2 separate regions of the Zea mays genome follow, and region 1 is linked to region 2. A link is a contact called in public Hi-C data. All regions are on one chromosome and are shown on one strand. The core of a region is the stretch at or near the end of the contact, and the rest is flanking DNA. Distances in the headings are between cores, read along the strand shown.

Region 1 (3,539 bases), core at 998-3,497, 160 kb before region 2:
CTGATGATACGTTGATCAAGGGCATTTAATCGCTAACTGTGCTCAGTGAACCATCCAACTAATTCCTACCTAATGGTCTTGAGCAGAGGCTGTATAAACATTCAAGGAATAAGGGATGGCCAGGCTCATTCCGTGCCCAACTGCATCCAAAATGCTTACTTAAAAGTTGGACGCCAATGGATTAGGAAACCTAAGTGGCATGTATGTAGCAGTCCTGGCAAGAGAAAGAGTGAACTAATTTTCTGGTTTTGGCCAGTTAGTTGTTAATAATAAGGTGCAAAGGAAAATCAGGACAGGATATCTCCCCATCCCTGCACAATTTGTAAACATGAATCACGAGGTTATCAGTTGGTATCTGGAGGACGAGTTGGACTAAGGCAAGTTAGGCATGTATCATTTTAGGATAATTTATTTATTGAAGGTACAATAACCCCACTAACTACCAACAGGCAACAGCAAGTATAGAAAGGTCCATACATTCTGCAAGGGTGTCAATACACGAGGGAATGAGAGAGGGGGTGAAAAGAAAGAAAGAAAGGCCTAACTGACAGTTTGCATCATGCAAGAAGAAACAATCATATGAAACAGCAGCCGCAAGTTCTTTTTTTTCCCTAAAGAAATGAAGCATGTTGCGCACCTTTGTGATCGACCATTGACTCTGACGATTTCCAGAATCCAACTTGCCTCTGTGTAAGAAAGGCACGACTGATTTTTGCCTGATTAATCTGACAAGAGAAGGGAAAAGAAAAGAAAAGAAGAAACAAGCTTGCTAACCTCAGTGGGGACGAGATCCTGGGAGAAGAATGATGAGGACGACGGCGACTCTGACAGGGGAGCAATCGGGGACAGGTGGCCCCTGTCAACGGCTCCCGACGCTATCACCATCGGTGCAGCGCAGGATTACAGGAAGCCCTTTTGTTTTATTTGGCGGGGCTTGGCAACCCAATCCAACTCAACGCAAGAACTGCAACGGCTGGAGGTTGTGGCCCCTCTCGACCATTAACTGCTTCCTGCTTAAGAAACATCGAAAGGATGCATGAGGAGAAAGTCTCGTTGGTTCATTCACTGCAGGTAGTTATCCGATCGTCATTGACGAATAGACAGCAGGCGACGAAGACAGGTTTTCTTGATCGTGGCCATGGAAAGGATTCACGGTATCTATCTATTTATTTACTTATGCTTTTAAAGAAGGCAAGTAAGTAGTTCATAAATGGTTTCGATCAAGAGAGGCAAGGATGCGGAGCAGGCAAATGGAGACAGGTTAGAGGGAGGAGGAGGAGGAGGAGGAGGAGGAAAGGGGGAAATCGGAACTGACCGAAACAACAAGGGAAATCCGGTTCTTGAATGCTTTGCTTGCTATTGGCTTATGAGGTATGGTGGACCGGTAGCCCCCCAAGATTAATCAGCGGGCGGCTGTGCCTGCAGTATGGCAGAGCGATTTGTAAGCAGTGGTAATGGCAGAGCGAGGCAGGCTGGGTCCTCTATCTAGCGCTTGCTTGGTGATCGTGTCGCAGCGGCAAGCACGCCCTGCCCCTGCCCTCTCGGAGAAGAGAAGTAGAGAAGAGACGGGAGGGAAAGAAGGGGATTAGAAGTGGAGAAGGCATTATTGCTTGAGACGGCAAGTGGAGGGGATGGATTGGAGGGGCTCCATTGGAGTGGAGTGCGGTGTTGGAGAAGCGAGAGAGGATGCGGAGGCGAGGGAATGCTGGAAGATGGAAATGGAAACGGGAGTGCGCGGAAGGATAAGCTAGGCAGCACGCGTACGCGATTCCAATTCCGACCACGTTTCCGGTCCAAATCACCTTCCGCCGCCTTCAGCTTCGCTTGGGGGGGATGGGGTTGGGGAAGCAACAGATGGCGCAGATGGCTTGCCGCCGCACGCAACGCCAGCCAACACGCCCGCCGTTACGCATACAGCAAGTTAAGTGGAGTTGCTTACTGGACTTTGGATTCACGGATCGGAGGAGGAGGAGGAGGAGGAATAGATCGACGTCGACGACGTACTCCTTCCTTGCTTCCTCTGGACTATCTGAGACTGATGAGAGTTTTTTTAGAGAAAGAGAGCAAGCAGGGGAAGAACAGACAGTCACAGGCAGATGCATGTAAAAAGAGTTGAGTATGCCATTGCCGCACCTCTTTCTCTCTCTCTAGGTCGCATGTACTGCTGCTGTACGATGCGATGCTTCCTCGGCGGGGGCGACGGGCGAGGGCGGGTCGCCGGCCGGAGCCCGAGGAGACGAGGCAGCAGATGCTTGTCTTGTTGTTTCTTTTTCGTTTCCAACTACACAACTCGATTCCGACTCTGATTGATTTGACTGATGAGAGAGAGAGGTAGTACTGTGCTACTAGCAGTGGCAGGAAGTACTAGACAAGAGAGAGAAATGGCTGGTTCAGGCAGCTGCTGCCTCCCTCTCCTCTCCTCCCGTTGTTTTTGTGCTGTTTTGGTTGGGTGGGGAACAATAATGATGGCGGGATGGGTGCAGACGAGAGAGAGAGAGAATGCAGTCCATCACAGGAACAGAGGATGATGATGATAACAACAATGAAGATGAACCAACGTGGTCGAAGTAAGTACATTTATTTATTTTACAAATGATATGAGAATAATGCTCTCGCCTTCCTCTAATCTCCTTGGACTGGAGGTCCTTGTGTTCCTGTTCCTGCCGCGAGGAACACGAGGAAAGGAGAGGGGAGCCACAACAAGAAACGCCTCCGTCTCTGTCTTCGATGGAATTGGAACGCCACAGAAAAAAAAATCGCTAAAACAAAGCAAGCAATCGTGTTGCTGCTGTCGCTGTCCCGCGGTTGCAACTAACCCCTGGACGGAACATTTTCATCCCTGAACAATTGGATTGGTTTTTCAAATATAAAAACAGCATTATCTAACTCTAAGCTTCTAGATCATAAATACAATTAGGTCCCGTTTGTTTCCTTTCATTTCGAAGAATTTGAATCTTACTAATGAAATAAACTATTTTTTTAGAATATGACATTCCACCACTTTCCAAAGTTATCATATAAGCTTAACTCAAATTCATGGGGTGAGAGATGGAAATCGATTCTATAGATTTACATGCTATTTTTTCGATGTACAACTTATAGCACATTCTTCTACTTGCACCTCTATAACATAAATGTAGTATATAATCATCTCTCTCATATGATTTAAGATAATATATAAATATATTACATATATAAATATATAAACTTAATTAGATTTGTCTAAATTATAATTATTAAAATGAAATTCAATTCCAACGAAACAAACGAGCCCTTAAGAAAATATATATGGAGAATCGTGTAAAGACGAATTCTTCGTGAAAAGTCTATCTCTTATTTTTTTCAATTAACTTATAGGAATCTCATATTAAATGAGAATGTACATACTCTAATGTTGTGTTTAGTCTCACGGAGATTGAGAATTCTGTGATTATGATACTCCTAACATGTAGTTTGGTCTGGTTTCTTTCTATTTTGACCCTTGTTAGGTTTTTTCACAAATATGTCCTTTCTAGTTTGAATTTAGTAAATGAATCCTC
Region 2 (3,413 bases), core at 27-2,526:
AACAGTGTCGACTGCGCGCGCAGAGTCAGAGCAGGCGCCAGATGGCGCACCGGACAGTGAATAGGACCTGTCCGGTGCACCACCGGACTGTCCGGTGGCCCACATGTCAGAAGCTCCAACGGTCGAACCCTAACGGTTGGGTGACGTGGCTGGCGCACCGGACTGTCCGGTGCGCCCGTCGACAGCAGAGTTCCCCAACGGCCATTTTGGTGGTTGGGGCTATAAATACTCCCCAACCACCACTCTTCAAGGCACCCAAGCATTCACTACTCCTCATTCAATACAAGAGCAATACACGACACTCCAAGACACAAATCAAAGCCACCGATCGAATCAAAGTACACAATTCAACTCTAGTTTTTAGGACTTTTGAGAAGATCGACTTGTGTTCTTCTGTTGTTCTTGTTGCTTGGTTGACTTTCTTCTTTCTCTCATTCTTACTCTCAAAGCCTTGTAAGCAAAGCAAGAGACACCAATTGTGTGGTGGTCCTTGCGAGGTCTAAGTGACCCGAGAAACCAAGGAAGGAAGCTCACTCGGTCTAAGTGACCGTTTGAGAGAGAGAAAGGGTTGAAAGAGACCCGGTCTTTGTGACCACCTCAACGGGGAGTAGGTTTGCAAAAACCGAACCTCGGTAGAACAAATCACCGTGTCATCCGCCTTATTTGCTTGTGATTTGTTTTTCGCCCTCTCTTTCGGACTCGATTATATTTCTAACGCTAACCCCGGTTTGTAGTTGTGCTTAAAATTTATAAATTTCAGATTTGCCTATTCACCCCCCCTCTATGCGACTTTCAATATTTTTGCTTACTCTCACGTGTATCACTAAGGTTTGGTTTATATGTACATATAATTTCAATGCATAATAGTACTAGATGATCAAATTGTCTAATTAGATTCCTATTATCATGTGAAAACACCACTAAGGTACAATATTTGATTCATTGTTAATTTTGGTTAAGAAAAATGAACTCTACTAGGGGCAAGGAAGGAACTAAGACATCCTTTAAAATAGAATATTTTTAAAATAATTATATAGGAATTTCATGAGAATTAATTTATTTTTAAATGAAAAACATAGAAACCAGAAAAAAAATTCCGCATTAAAAAAATATAAAGAGATGAGTCGAAAGAGTAGAGACCACTGTATATTCGACCCAGGCGCTGCTACTTGGGCCATTGGGCTTGGGCCACTTGGGTTTGGGTTTCGGCTTGGGTGGGGTCGTGCGGTCGGAGTCCGTGACTCCATTTGTGTGTGGCCTGGCCGAGTCAAGACGAGGAGACTTTTTAACTTTCACGGAAATTTCCCCTCTCTTGGTCTCTTCTCTTGCGCGTTCCTCTTCTTCCTAGTCCTAGGCTACTTTCTTCGATCCCAACTCCGAGTCGCCTGTCATCTCTCTCTACCAGATTAGATTGGGGATCTCATCTCATCCGAATCCTTCATAGTATTACACAACCAGCAAGGCCGCCCGCTTGCCGGCAACATGAAGAAGATCTTCGGCGCCAAGAAGAACAAGGATCCGCCGCCCACAATCCAGGACGCAACCGACAGAGTACGTATCATCAACCAAGTTCCTTCCTTCTTTCATTACATATCAATCCTTGCAGATTCAATCAAATCGATTCCTCCCTGCAGATCACCAAGCGCGGCGACACCGTCGATGAAAAGATCAAGAAGCTCGACGCCGAGCTCGCGCGCTACAAGGAGCAGATCAAGAAGACGCGCCCAGGCCCCGCTCAGGAGGCCGTCAAGGCACGAGCCATGAGGGTCCTCAAGCAGCGCAGGATGTGAGCCACCACCGTCCCTTCCTGCTCTCTGCACCCCCACCCCCCTAGCCCTTGCTCTCTTCATTCACATACATGCAGTACATCTCTCCTCGACTAGTACATTACCAATTTATTACTTTACTTTTTGATTACACTCCTGCTTCAGATAATTACAAAGATGTCTACTTTACCATGTCCATACATGAGAGCCAGCCTACCTTCAATGCTTATTTGCATGATTGCATCTACTCATCTTTAGCTAACTGCTTGGGATTGTGCTGAATCAATCAATGCATTCCATAAACATACAACTGTTGTCTTACTTGATACAGACATTTTAACTATCCTATTCCTATTTGGCTATTTCTGTATATAATAATATATACTGTCAACACCAGTATAGATAAATATGTATAAATTGATTTTCTGATGTGTGTCCATGTCAATTTTGCAAACAACATGTCGATTGCATCATGACTCGAGGGAGTTGAGTATAGTAATAGTTTCTCCAAGACCTAGGCAAGGGGAAAATGAGATTGCTTTTATTACCACTTCCTTAGTACATTCTTTTAGTTTTCCAGAAAAAAAAAGAAATTTTAGGGGCCGTTTGGAAGAGCTCCAGCTTCAGTTTCTCCGAAGAGAATCACTTCTAGTCAGCCAAACACTCAAAATACCAACTGATTTAGGTGGGGATTGGGAGAGAATCACTTCTCCATTTACACTAGAAGCTGGGAGCTAAAAAACCTAATTCACTCTGGTCCTTATTATATTCAGGTGGGGATCAGGGTGGGGGGGGGGGGAATCACTTTTTGTCAGCTCACAGCCCTGCTCCCTCCTAGGAATCCACTAGAATCACTCTATCAGAGAAACAAGAAACAAAGTTGAAGAATCAGGGAGTGGAGCTGTTATGGTCGCTAGATCGGTGATGGATTGAAGAGGGGTATCGATGGACAGGAACGTCGGCCGGGGGCCTCTGCCCACTGTCGAGCAAGAGGAGGGTTTCTCCCTTCTAATTCTTGCCTACTTTATTTCTCATCTATTGATTACATAAATAGGCTGGCTGGTCGTCCCTGTCTAGCTAGAGATCTTTATCTCCTTAAAACTCTCCTAAAAACTCGTAACAAACTAATCGATGACCTTCTAATCTCCTAAATAATCCCAACTAATCTTCTAATCTTATATCTAACTATACCCATGGGTGTTGCTGTCGCAGCCCCTCCGTGGGCCTCCTTAGGTCCTGACACTACACCCCTCCTGGACAAGCAGCTCGTCCTCGAGCTGCAGCATGACGGGTGCTCAAAGACCGAGTCTACTTGACCCAAAACCAGATACTTAGAAGGCAAGCCTTTTACATCTTGGCTTATCTTATTATTCCGAATCTGAATTTTTTGACCCCATAAGATAAGGCGGACACCCTCCGCGCATTGGACTTGCACGTGTGCAACCACCCGGATCCCAGAGACGCCATCTGTACGAAAGGGGAGCTCATGGACGGGCACCTGGAATAGGTCGCAACAATAACCAGCGGAGGTTCCCGCGTAGCGACCGGTAGCGGAATGTGGTGGCGCTAGACAGTGCGCCCTTGCTGATGACGAGGGGAGTGCCTTCCCTACCGCCGCTGCCGTAGAGTTGAAGTTCGTTGCCCACG

Evidence for each region. A called contact is a pair of places that touch in the nucleus more often than the background predicts.
Region 1: a Hi-C map of leaf shows a contact between it and region 2, with 8 times the contacts expected there. The contact joins the promoter of LOC100383420 here to the promoter of LOC100284928 in region 2. A contact is called at or near these places in 7 of 25 Hi-C or Micro-C datasets (ear, endosperm, leaf and 2 more).

Annotation. Positions count from the first base shown.
Region 1 is chr6:52,588,214-52,591,752 of Zm-B73-REFERENCE-NAM-5.0, reverse strand. It overlaps LOC100383420 (Protein MEI2-like 1), which reads right to left and starts at 2,247. Exons shown (of 16, transcript NM_001176072.1): 1 at 2,134-2,247; 2 at 1,940-2,035; 3 at 775-1,010; 4 at 638-686. The coding sequence starts at 885. LOC103629300 (a long non-coding RNA gene) reads left to right here and starts at 1,827. Exons shown (of 3, transcript XR_004850149.1): 1 at 1,827-2,567.
Region 2 is chr6:52,422,824-52,426,236 of Zm-B73-REFERENCE-NAM-5.0, reverse strand. It overlaps LOC100284928, which reads left to right and starts at 1,276. Exons shown (of 7, transcript NM_001157823.1): 1 at 1,276-1,551; 2 at 1,635-1,786. The coding sequence starts at 1,483.